Linked DNA regions of Gossypium arboreum: region 1 is linked to region 2. Evidence: chromatin contacts called from public Hi-C data. All regions are on one chromosome and are shown on one strand. The core of a region is the stretch at or near the end of the contact, and the rest is flanking DNA. Distances in the headings are between cores, read along the strand shown. Region 1 holds the start of LOC108461713 (subtilisin-like protease SBT3.5). Region 2 holds the start of LOC108482583 (probable F-box protein At2g36090).

The links. A called contact is a pair of places that touch in the nucleus more often than the background predicts.
Region 1: a contact with region 2 is called in a Hi-C map of leaf, with 6 times the contacts expected there. The contact joins the promoter of LOC108461713 here to the promoter of LOC108482583 in region 2. A contact is called at or near these places in 2 of 5 Hi-C or Micro-C datasets (both in leaf).

The regions. Positions count from the first base shown.
Region 1 is chr1:28,817,652-28,824,760 of ASM2569848v2, reverse strand. It overlaps LOC108461713 (subtilisin-like protease SBT3.5), which reads left to right and starts at 3,694. Exons shown (of 10, transcript XM_017761633.2): 1 at 3,694-3,923; 2 at 4,034-4,125; 3 at 4,213-4,310; 4 at 4,390-4,545; 5 at 4,616-5,286; 6 at 5,361-5,452; 7 at 5,540-5,782; 8 at 5,872-5,986; 9 at 6,079-6,271; 10 at 6,369-7,109. The coding sequence starts at 3,837. The coding sequence ends at 6,919. It overlaps TRNAS-UGA (transfer RNA serine (anticodon UGA)), which reads right to left and starts at 740; the gene lies at 659-740.
Region 2 is chr1:28,500,407-28,507,284 of ASM2569848v2, reverse strand. LOC108482583 (probable F-box protein At2g36090) reads left to right here and starts at 4,003. Exons shown (of 1, transcript XM_017785714.2): 1 at 4,003-5,379. The coding sequence starts at 4,026. The coding sequence ends at 5,219.

The DNA of each region.
Region 1 (7,109 bases), core at 2,445-4,944, 320 kb before region 2:
TTAATTGAAAATTAATGTTTACAGCAATTTAATTTTGATAACTCACAAAAAAAAAATATAGAAAATGATAGGTAGATAAGAACCTACTTATCAATTAATAGAGAATAAATTCAATAGTTTTAATTCTATTAATTTCCTTCAAAATTATATTATCATTTATCAAACAATCAAATCAAATCATATTTAATATTTAATTTTAAATAAAATACTAAACATGTTTTATGAATTAAATTCAACACTTATATTTTTAATTTATCAAACATAGCCTAAAATTTAATATTAAATTTGCGACATAATCCCAAATCAAATATACCTATTTTATAAAAAAAATATTATATCTTTCACGTTAAATATTTGACATAGAGCTCTTAGTATTTAATATTTTTCTATAACTAATATTGTTACTTGTATATAATCATCAATGAATACAACATTTAAAAATCATATATTAATTTAATAATATTTATACATAAATTATTTACAATTCCACTTATAATAAATTTTAAAATAAAAGATTTTTACATAAATTCAGTAAAAATAACATGAATTTGACTTTTGTTGGGGTCAAAGGTATTAAGGCCCAGGAATTTCAAGAGAAGGACTAAGGATGTTAAGGCCCATGAATGGAAGTCTAAGAAGGAAAAATAATAATAAAAAGCGTCGACAGCAGGGTTCGAACCTGCGCGGGCAATGCCCAACAGATTTCAAGTCTGTCTCCTTAACCACTCGGACATATCGACAATATGCATTGTTGATTTATACTATAGTAACATATGAAATTACTAAAGTTAGTCCTACTAGACAAAATTTAAAATTTAGTCACTGTGCTTAAAAAGTTAAAAATTTAAGTTGTTTTACTTTTATGATTTAAAAATATTAGTTCAATCATTAACATTATTAGTATTTCTCATCAGAATTTGAGTACTTGACATGTTGAATAGACTGACTCATATAACATTGCATATGATTGCCAAAATACGAACATGTTAAATTGATAAATTTTGAAAGAAATTATAAACCAAAAATAATGATTAGACTAGAAATTTTAAATTAAAATAGTAAAATTGATTGAATTTTTAACATTTAAAGTACTTTTCAAATTAAAGTTGTAGTATTGACCTTTAAAATAATTAGCTAATTTCGAAAAGACTTGTTTTGGATGGATTGTTGTATTGTGAATAATGGGAAATTACTTTCAAACTTAGGCCTTGTGGATAAATCAATTTTGAAATTGTTGATGAAATTGGATAAGATTATATATCTATTCTCATGGGCAAATGAGTCAGCTCAAATTGAAAATTAGTGGCCAAGACCACAAATTCTCATGGGCAAATGAGTCGGCTCAAATGGAAAATTGGTGGCCAATACCACAAATTTTACAAAATTATGCAGATGAAAATTAAACACTTCCACTCTTTTTAGTTATTCATTGAAAGGAAAAAAAAAGGGGATTACAACTAAAACAAAGTTTAAATAATTGTACTGTGCATTGTAATGAATATTTGATGTTCGAAGATTTGTGGGTACAATAAACTATCTTATAACTTTGTGATGTACAAGATGGGTCACCATCTACTAGTGCATGATTGTATCTCTTCATCTTCACATTGATTCCATTTTTAAAAGTTGGAATAGGGCAACAACTGGTCCATAATGAGAAAGTGGGGTTGTTTATGTTGCTTTGGATTCTTATTCTTTTAAGTTGTTAACGTCCAAATTTTTTTTTTTTTTTTTTGTTATACAACTCACATTCGTATGATAAGTTACTCAATTATCACACAAGTACACCATACACAGATGATTTTTGCGACTTGAACTCAGGATGGGAGTTTAGAGGTGAACACTCAATGCTAATGCTTTTTGAGATATAGATATGGGAATATATAGAGATGTTAGTTATGGACATTATCAGCATATCACCTCCAACTTGTCAATTCTCTCACAACAACTTTCTTCAAGTCCTCCACTCTCGTAACTCCAATTTGTCAACCCTTTTTTACATCTTTAATCGTTGTGTATTGCTCAATTGCATTGGTTCCTTTCCTCAAAGCAGTGCTTTTTTTGTTTCCCTTTAAAGATAGTACCTCCAGAGAAACAAGAAAAGAAAAGAAAAAAAAAAAACTAGCAAAAGCAAAAGCAAAAGCACCACTTTGAAAATCATGGGCTTGGAATCTAGAAAGGATTTGGATAGGGTCTACATTATTAGGGAGAGTCCAAACTTTCAATCATTCATCAACCATTCATTGGAAGGCTAGCAGATAATTATACAGGTTTCCGAAATCTATACTTTTTGGAAACAAAATCAATTTCATTACAACCGGGTTTAGTTTAGTTGGTTCATGTAGACATCCTGATGCGAGCTCAAAGCCCATGAATGTGATGGGCTTACACTACCTTAAGGCCCAATAACAAAGTCAAAGGTCAAGCAATTCAAATAAATATTTGATCAAAGACAATATGTGAGGATGAAACTTTTTGAGGAGAGAGGGAACGTAATAAGTGAAATTTATTAAAGTCAGTTCAACCAAAGTGTCAATTTTCAAGCTAAAAAGATTAGTCAACTTGCGACAGATATTTTTATGGGATCTAGGCATTGATGTCTACATAACGTTTAAATACCTATCTCTTAGTTTCGAAACGCACTTTGAATCACTCGATTTCGAGTCCAGGAGTTTAAGTTATGACCATTTTAGTGAAGACTGCACGAGCAGAATTTTTGGACGGGATTATTACAGAAATTACGCATTCTAGACTTTTTATTCGAGTTTAAATCTTATTAGACTTGAGTTTCAGGCTTAATTTTTATTATATACGATCCCAATATTTTATTTATTAAGTTTTATTATTTATTTATTCTGAGTTTTGGATAATTTTAAGTATTTTAAGTTATTTAGGAGTTTTACGGCAACAAGACAATTTAGCTTAAAACTACTTGTTGTTTAGATTAATTAGAATTTTAGTATACTTGAAAGTTTTATTTAGATGTATTTAGTTAGCCTATAAAAAGGCCTCTACATTGTACACAAGAATGAATTCATTTATTATTCAACGACTTTCTCTCTTGAGTTAATAAATTCTCTTTGAATTTTTTTCTTGAATTTTGTTTAAAAGAATTTTAACAATCTTTTTAGATTGTGGGAATCATCTTCAAACTTTTATAAAATTGAGTTTATTGTGCATTAAAAATTATTTATAAGATTGGTCATCATATACCATAGAATAATTAAAAGCATAAAGTGTATGTCTTGGCCTACAGTAATACCAGCAGCTTTAACTAGAAGGAAAAAGATATAGGATAAAGTAGAGAAAGCTATCATTTCATCTTTTTAGGAAAGTTTTCCATATAAAAAGTGATATTGTCCAACTTTATGGAAAAGTGAATAAAAAAAAGTTATGTTATTAACATACTATTCATGATTCCCAGTTTCATATGATTTACACCGTGAATTAATTTTTACTCAATCATCTCTAAAGTCCAAACCAACAGTGTCTATTGATTAAACATAAAGATCACAAATAAGTGTAGGTGTAGTAGTCAGACACATTAAACATCTAAAGAGGAAATACATGTTCGAACATTGAAAATGAAATTTTTGAGAGGGATAATTACGAACCATGAACATAAATAGTAAAATAAACATAAAGAATATAAAAAAAAAAATAAAAGATTGAAAGTGTGGTCTGAAAAGTATGTTCCCCACTTTCCACTTTGTGTTGGTGAAGCTTTGCTCAAGGATACAGGGATAACTAACTTATTGAAACTCCTTATATGTTGTAACAATAAACAAACTTAGAACTGGAAACTCTTTATATGTTTTTTCTTATAAGATTAGTTTATGGATACAAAATTAAACTTGTTTGTTGTTCTCACTCTTGTTTCAATTCAATTTTTGTCAACTTTTCCAAAGGCTGCCATAAGCAATGTAAGCATATATCTGCATACAACTTCAGAAATTAAGTCAGGTGTGGCTTTTATTTTATTTTGTTTTATTACTTAAGTTTGGTGTTGTGCACATAAATGCCAATGTCACAGGTGCATATTGTGTACATGGGAGAGAAAGAAAATGAAGATCCAACTGTTACCAAAATGTTTCATTACAAAATGTTGTCCGACTTGCTTGGAAGGTATTCTAAATTTACATTTACACTAAATTTCAATAAAAAAAGAATAACAAAAGCTTTGCTCCTTTTTCTATTTTGGATGAATCTCAGCAAGGAAGCAGCAAAAAGTTCAATGCTTTATAGCTATAAACATGGCTTTTCTGGGTTTGCAGCCAGGTTGACAGATTCTCAGGCAAAAGAAATTGAAGGTGATATAATTTCCTAGCTTTTGTTTTATTTTAACATCTAAAACTTTAAAAACTAAGAAAAATTACTTACAAATTGCAGCATTTCCTGGTGTTGTCCAAGTGATTCCTAATCAAGTTCACAAGTTTCATACAACTAGAAGTTGGGACTTCATGGGGCTAAATGATCATTCTACAACAAATCTTTTAACTAAAAGCAACATGGGTGAAGGAATAATCATTGGAGTAATAGACTCAGGTAATAAATAAATCTCTACACTTACAAGGCTCAATATAAAGGCTGATAAATTTGGAAACCATGATTGTAGGAGTGTGGCCAGAATCTGAGAGTTTCAATGATAGGGGTATGAATCTAATTCCATCTCATTGGAAAGGTATATGCCAAGAGGGACAGTTGTTCAACTCCTCAAACTGTAACAAGAAACTTATCGGAGCTCGATGGTTCGTCAAAGGCATCTTGGATCAAAACCAAACACCTATAAATATAAGTAATGGAAAGGATATTCTATCAGCAAGAGATAGCTCAGGGCATGGTACTCATACAGCTTCTATAGCAGCTGGTAATTTTGTAGTAAATGCAAACTATGAAGGACTAGCTGCTGGTTTGGCTAGGGGAGGTGCTCCACGAGCTCACTTGGCAGTTTACAAGGTTTGTTGGTCTTTTGGACATGGAGGGTGCACTGATGCTGATCTTCTCAAAGCATTTGACAAAGCCATACAAGATGGAGTCGATATCCTATCGGTGTCCATCGGCCTTTCTATACCTTTGTTCTCTTACGCAGATCAACGTAATTCGATTGCAATTGGTTCCTTTCATGCAACTGCAAAGGGCATTACTGTAGCTTGCTCCGCAGGGAATGATGGTCCTACTGCAATGACAGTTGAGAACACTGCTCCTTGGATTATCACTGTTGCTGCTACTACCATAGATAGGGCCTTCCCAACAGCCATTACACTAGGAAATAACCACACCCTTTGGGTAAATCTTAATTTAGCACTAGATTAATCAAACAATACAGTCCTTTTTTCCATAATAATCTTATTGTCTTGCAGGGACAATCTGTTGACACTCGAATGCATAACCATGGATTCACTGGCATTACATTCTCTGATCGCATTGCCTTAAATGATAGCGATGATTCAGCGTTAGGCCTATCTTTTGATCTAGTCAAATGATTTTTCATATATGTTATTTTTTCATACATCTGGTGAGATACATTTACTTTTTCTAGCCTGGGGTGCAAGCGAGGAAGTCTGAATGCAACATTAGCAGCAGGACAGATCATACTTTGTTTTTCACAATCAAGTACTCAGAATATATTTAGTGCTGCAATTTCAGTGGCAGAAGCAGGAGGGGTAGGGCTTATTTTTGCGCAATATAGGAGTGATGGACTTGAGTCATGTCATTATATACCATGCATTAAAGTAGATTATGAAGTAGGAACTCAGATACTATCCTATATAAGAAAAGCAAGGTATACATAAATTAAGAAAGTGAAGAATCAATAAATATAGTATGACTTTAGCACTTAAATTCCTTTACCTTTTCCACCTCTCTTTTAAGGTATCCAATTGCCAAGTTAGGTATTCCAAAGACAATTATAGGGAAATGGGTATCTCCTAAAGTTGCAGATTTCTCAGGCAGAGGACCTAGTTCAATTTCCCCAATAGTGCTAAAGGTAAATTTAACAAGCTATAAACTCCCAATTCCATCATTCTTCTTTTAACTGCAGTAAGAATTAGTTTTCCTTTGTCTAATTACGATATATAGCCCGACATAGCTGCACCAGGCGTGGACATCATAGCTGCATATATACCATTTGGCGCAAAAAAAAGTAGTAAATTTGCACTACTGTCAGGAACTTCAATGTCTTGCCCCCATATTGCAGGCATAACAGCTCTAATCAAATCTGTACATAAGAACTGGTCTCCAGCTGCAATAAGATCAGCTCTAGTCACCACAGGTGAACAAATTTTACTTCCTATATTGACATTTTTTCATACACTTTAAGGGTGTAATCTTTTCTTCCCTCAACTATAACCATTAGCTTAACGCTGCAGCTTCCCAAAAAGGAACTGATAGATCAAACATAGCCGAGGAGGGCTCAACTCCCAAGGTAGCTGACCCATTTGATATAGGCGGTGGAGTAGTAAATCCCAATAGAGCTATTGATCCAGGGCTCATCTATGACATTGAAACAAACGATTATGTCAATTTCCTTTGCGGCACTGGGTTCAGTAGCAAGTCTGTGAGTGGTTTAACCCAGACCAAAGCCAATTGTACCAAAAATAGACTAAATGAGTTGAACCTCAACCTTCCATCCATCACCATCCCATACCTGAAAAGAAAAGTAACAGTGAGCCGAAAGGTAACGAATGTCGGACCCGTTGAGTCAATATATAAAGCTGTTGTGGAAGCTCCACAAGGTATAAAGATGAAAGTAGAACCCCAGATATTGAGGTTCAATAAAACCACCCAAATTGTACCCTTTAAAGTTACTTTCTTCACGACTGGGAAAGTATATGGAGATTATAGATTTGGGAGCCTAATATGGAGAGATCCGAAGCACACTGTGACGATTCCTATATCGATACGAGCTATTTTTGTTTGAGCCATACAATGATGTTGAAACTGTTTCTATTAAAAATAAAATTGATGAAATAAGCTTTAATTTTATGGAAGGAATGATTGAAAAAATGGTTTGTGGTGCCATTTAAAAAAACGGTTTATTATTTTTGTATGGTACCAAAATCATATGAAGGTTGTGAGAATATTGACAAATGTTAGCCAAATTATATTAA
Region 2 (6,878 bases), core at 2,754-5,253:
GATCAAGAGATCATTGTAGTATGCAAGCATTGTTTCCATACTGGTTACGCAAGTTGGAACATACTTCTTCAGTACCTAACACCGCTGTCACAAATCATTGTACGACGTGTCCCATCCATTATGCATCTTCTTCAATGCCTTCTTCTTTGTGATCCACGCTTTGCGGTACAATGATATGTAATCAAACTGGCTACGAATATTTCCAATTAAAACTAACACAACAATCTTGGAACTTGTTTTCACCATAGGTAGAACTTTGTTCGCGATCATCTCCGAGTCCAATTTCAGATGATCCCATGAAATACATGAAACAACAAAAGTATGTTAATATTAGAAATTCAATACCCCAAATATAAGACAATCTTGATGCAAGTACCTGCGTCAATACAATTATCTGAAGCGATATATTTCTTTATGGTCCACAACCTCGTCTTCTTCTTAATAGAAGCTATGATTTTTCATGCATATTTGCTATTTTGCATTGCACATTTTGCCTCGAACTTGTCAGATTGGAATTTAACAACGTGGAAGTTTGCGCCATTCTTGATGTTGTATCACTTCATTGCAGCGAAAAAACCATCTTTAGAGGGAAATCCCTTCCCCACTTCTAAATCACTGGACTCTAATGAAGAACTCGTATGGCCCGGTCTTTTGTGTGAGAGTTTTGCAAACTCTGACCCATTTTCTATTGATAGGTCTACATTATGCATATGGGTCGGAGGTGAGTATGCTCTGAACAGTGGATCGTCTTCGACATCTTCGCCCAAACCTTTATCGTTTGAACCTCCATCTTTTAATTCAGTTGGAACCAACTCTGGTTCAAAAAATAAAACAATTTCTAAACAATCAACCCTGGGCTCCTGGATTGGATCAGCATTGCAATTAGTGCCCTCTTTATTCTCAAATCCATTAGCATCTTTACAGTTGGATGTTCCTTCGCCGATGGATGTCACAAGGAGTACATCATCCTTTCTTGTATAGTTGTCGAAACAACCAAAATCACTTACTGATTACCAGCCATTAGAACTTGATGCCACTCCCGTGTAAGTGTTCCCATCGTTAAACCTCGGCTGTCCAAAGTTCAAATCAAAACAACCAGCTGAATGTCATATTGGGGTCCAATATTCTGTGTTACCTTCAAACCCTAACTATTGGATGTTTTGCCTATCACGGTTGAAATCTAAGGCTAAAACCGGTGAGTGTCTTCCCATTGATGATTGTAGGATATCATAATATGAATTTTCTAACAAAGCAGTGAACCCACCACACAACTGTGTCGTTGGACGTTCGGCTTGTTCTTCTGTTCTGGCTCCTTTAACTGGAACATATGTTGACCTTCGAGCGCCTTCATCTGTGTTTTCAAACTTCACATAACTCGAGTATTGGTGATCCACTAGCAATATGCGTTTGCCCTATCACCTTCGACCCCCATATGCCTCTAGTATTGAAAACGTCATATTTGACGGGGTCGACTGAAACACAAAATCGATATTTCAGTGATAATACTCTCATCTGGTTGGATCCAATGAATTTTTGCCTAATTTTTCCTCACATCTCTATCAATTGTATGTTCGGGTTAAAATCCAATCGCGTTGTATTCTCCGATAAAAAATGACCCTATTCTTAGTGTCACAGGCTTCACCGTCGTAATAAACAATAGAATTAATTTCTCCACTCATTTTCAATGAAATAACCTGTTCCACATGTTCAAAACAAAATCATTATGCAGAAAAATAATGTTGTAATTATATATGAATAAAAATTGATCCTTACTTTATGCAATTGCATGGTTGCTCCAAATTATACCTTATGAAATGCCTTGTGAACTTTCTCTTCTTCCGATTCTTCTTGCAATTTTGGTTGTTCAAAAATTCCTTATGCCACTCAATGCTAAAAGCCATCCTTTTATAGAGTGTGGGTGAGTGGCAATTGATTCAGAAAAATTTCCTAGGTAAGTGGGAAGTTTGCATGCGTTGAATTTTGTAGAGGGAAAATGCCCCACGTAGGACGCGTTTTCAATGCATTTTTCTATAGTGCATTGAAAACGCGTCCTACGTGGCATTTTCCTTCTACCACTTTCAACTCCTACAATATCTCACTCATCCATCAGATATCCCGGGATTCCCGGGAAAATATTTTCTGAAGAAATCTGATCGACCTCAACCCCTCGTAAAAAATTGCACTGAAAAATCTAATCGACCTCAACCTCCGGTAAAAAAATATGATCAAAATTCAATTGCATTTGAAAAAAATAAAAAAAATACAAACTAAAAGTTAATCGAATCGAGTAGTTCGAGTTTCGATTTTGAATCGAATTAAATTTTATAATTTGAATAATTCGAATATATGATTGGTGTAAATATGATTTTTTTGTAAATATTAAATTAAATAATTATTAAAATTACATCTCAAAAAATTATAAAAAAATCTAAAGAATTATTACATAAATTGTTGTATCGATTTTTGTGACTAGCAATAGAACAATGAACAACAAACAAAAACTAAAGAACACCAAATATGTTTATGCAATTCGTGAACCACCTATGTTAGGCTTCACTCAAAGTTGAATCCACTAAAAAAGCTGAATACAAGTGCTAATTTAAGATTAATCAATCCATGGATTATTGCAACCTTTGTCTCCTACACTTCATGTAAGTTCTCTCAACACTCGACCTCTCCTATTGAAGTTGGTAAAATCACTCTCAATCGATGGACAGTTTTCTTTCTATTTACACCAGTGAAATGGGTTCCCAAGATGAACTATGTAGTGTTTTATTATTTCCTCCACAATGGAGGATGAAGCTTCCATTAAAATACTTCAAGCGCTATCGTAGTGATAAAATATCCTTGAAATGAGAATAAGATAACTTTAAAATTATATCATATTGCTTGATATCAATTTGTCAATCTTGTCCATTAATATCCTCTTAATAAAGGATAGTAAAAAGTTCATAAATCTTGAACTTAGAATAAAAATCAATCTTAGTATAAACAAATCAAGATTACCGACAAACAATTTTGCACCAACATATTATAGTAGGGAATTCCTTCAAATTCTTCACTATTTTTAATAAAGGAGGAGAACTGTGTCTAACAGAAGATTAGGGTCCATGTCCAAACTACTTGAAACTAATGCATTGCCACTTGGCAAATTCAAAGAGCTTTTGCCTTGAATTTCACGTATTTTGGTTTCCTTAATGTTTATGGGCAACTATTGTACCTAAATATATAGAAGCCTTTAGCTTTGAATCAATTAAACTGGTTAATTGCAGTTTTGCTTCTAGTTAATGAAATTCGTCCACAATAAAGAGCTTCCATTTCTTTCACAATAGTGCCAAAATGTTGGGCAGCTTTCCTTTTTCGTCCGTAACAACCATTCCCCACGAATTACATGAAGTTCTATGCAACCAACATTTTGATCCCATTCTCTCAACCCTAATAATATAAATTATTAAGACTATTTAATTATTTGATGATATCTTAAGAATGAATCAATCAAATTAAGTTAAAAGTTGATTTGTTTTTGTTAACTAGCATATAAATTTTTATATACTTAGTGAACGTTATGACACTTGTTAACAAATTTGATTACCTGTTAAAAAAGTATTAATTATAAATTTATATACTAAAGCATCCAACACTAATAAAAATTTAAGATGGATTTTTTTTTTGAGCTGAATTGATTGATGGATGATTAGGGAATAATATGAATAATAGCACAGATGAACCTCTCACTTACTTTCATTTAATATGATAAATGACTTTTCAACTTCACAAAGCCATCACTTAATTACGGGCTTAGGCAGTCTAGTATAGAGGTTACAACTTAATAGCTTGGACGAACCTAATGGTGTTTTCCATTTAAAGAATTTGGCTGTTTGAACTTGGCAAAGTTTCAAAGTTGGCAAGCCAACCCTGCAGTTGGCGGTTCACTATCTTTGGCCTAATTGTGGATTGTCCCACGGATTTATGGAAGAAATTTAAACCCTGTAAAACGCGGCTACTGACTTGTATCACGTTGGTCAATGGTGTGTTTCATGGTCATACATCATCTCTATGGACGGCTAGATGGGTCAAATGACTGTTATATAAACAAGTGGGAGCGTATCCATAGTAGGCAAAAAAAAAAAAAAATGATGGAGCATTTGAAATGTGATTTGAAGTGCTTAAGCAGGGATATCCTAGCTGACATCATGGCTCGACTAGATGGTTCAACCCTGGCCTCAGCTGCCTGCACATGTTCTGACCTTCGAGGCATAGCTCGAAACCAAAGGTTATGGAAGCAATTGTGTAATTCCACATGGCCTTCCACTGCACTCGACGAAGCCCAACACCTTATTTCATCATCAACGGATGGTTTTCGCAGATTCTATGCTGATTCTTATCCTCTTATTTCGAATGATCACAAAGATGCCAACAATTACTTTCCTATACAACCAACCCTTATTTCCCCGTCTAATTTTGCTTTGTTTATAGATGTTTATTATAGAGAAAAATGTATTACTTCCAGTGTCTTAGACGGCATACCAATGGAAACCGATTTCGGCCAAGATGATGACACAACAACTGGTCTTATGAGTTGGGTATTGAACTGTCCATTCAAAGTGGTACCCTCAGATATTAATGATGAAGATATCGAAGACGGTGACGATGGACATGACTTCATATCACTTGTGGGAAAAGCAGATGATCGTTGCAATGAACTAAAAGAAGGGATTCGATTAAGTTGGGTGTTATTAGACAAGAAGAGAGGAAAAGCTGGAAATCTATCAAGCTGGAAGCCATTGTCGGTGAAGAAAATATGGGCTTCCAATGGTGACTATATTCTACATTTTGGGTGCATTATCCCAGTCCAAGAGAGACTACAACTGCCTCACAACTTGGCCAAGTGTCTTATAGTGGCAAGATGCAACATAGAGGAAAAACATGGGTATTTGAGATCGAAAGAGGTTAGTATGCACATTGAGGACACTAGTGGAGCATATGTAAATGGTGGCAAGAGTTTAATCATCTTGAACCAAGCTCTATATTGCTCACGAAGTAATAATCGTCATGCTGTTAAAAAGGGTTACATACAATTTGAGGGACGAAAGCAAGAGATTATAAGGAAAAAGAAGCTCGAAGAAACCATGGCTGATTGGCTTTGTATATCTTTTGAAGTAGTAATCCTCTTAATTTTAGGGTACCGAATTTTACCCATTTATTATATGGTCCAATGACAACTTAAGTAACCATTGCAAAGCACACTGTTTCTAGGACAAATAATTATTCATGTTAAACTGTGTTTTAACTTGTTTCATCAATTACAGACTGTTATGATGTTGCAATCCACAACCTTTGACAAATCAAAATGAAAATTTGAGAGTTTCCCAAGTTAAATGATGTTGATGGGTTTGGTCCAGCCTATGGATTTGGGCAGATATATAGGATTGAATTGGGTACGGCATACTTATTGGAGAAGAGGGTATCCATTTTAAGTAGGGTTTAATGAGAGGCTCATTCTTCGTAATGGGCTGATAAATTTAATTTCAGGCTCAATGGATTTTAAATAGTGAGCTTTATTTTTAGTTTTAAGAATATATCTATATTATATTTATACATCTATACTATACTAATAGTAACCTAAAATGTTAGATGTGGCGTTTTTAAAAAAATATATATGTCAGACGTGGAAATTATTTTCAAAAATTAAAAATTAAATATTCTAAAAATTAAAAAATTAATATTAAATGTATTAAAAGTTCAAGAAATCTATAAATATATATATATATATATATATGAAAATTTGTTAAAAAGTGTAAATTATAAAATATTATTAAAAATTTCAAAAAGAAATTAATATCTGTAAAAATTATTAAAATTTTGAAACCATTCATTTTCAATTCACACCCAAACTAGAAACCGAGTTCTACTAATTAAAACCCATTGGTTTAACTTTGTGATTTCATTATGATTAGTAAATAGAAGGAAAACCTACTTGAAAAAGAGAATGTCGTGGTCAGTCAAAATAAAAAGAATGAAGAAGGAAATAGGGCTTTTTTAATAAAAATAACCTTAAAAAATTAATTAATTATTTAAATAATCTATTTTTTTGATAAAATATGAAAATAACCTAAAATCTACAGTAAAAATTAGTGGAGTCAAAGTGTTCGGTGCTATCAACATGCCACGTCAGTAATCTACATTAAAAAATTAATTTTTTTGTGGAGCCATTTAAAATGACGCTACTTGTATAAATACTAAAAAAATACTGTAATTTTTAAAACTAAAAGGGAGACTTGAGAAATTTTAATTTTTTGTGGTGGAGCCAAATAAAATAACGCTACCAAATTTTAAAAAAATTTCTTGACACCCTATTGGCTATTTCCCTATTCAAAGTTTCAAACAGTTTGGGCAAATTTTTTATTTTTTTTTCTTGTCAGATTCTTTGTTTTGTTTGATTGCTTTTTCTTCTTTATTTATTTATTTATTTACTTTCTTTAAGTTTTTATTTGTCCTTATTTATTTTATTTATTTGTTTATTATTGATTTTAAAAATTTGAAATGTATATTTAAAATGTTTTATAATATTTTTTAATTTTAAATATATATTTTTGAAATTATTTTTAAAATTTTAAATATTATTTTTTAATTTTAAATATATTTTTAATAATATAAAACATTTAAATGTTTTAAAGATATGATCTTTCAAATTTATTATTAGCTTTATAATATTTTAAATGTATATTTTAAATTTTAATTATTTTTAAATCTACATATAATTTTTAAATTATGATTTTTAATTATTTTAAATATATTCAAACCTTTTTAAATTTTATTTAAAATTTTAAAAATAATATTTTATTAAAAATTGAAATTTGAATTAATTAAAAAATAGA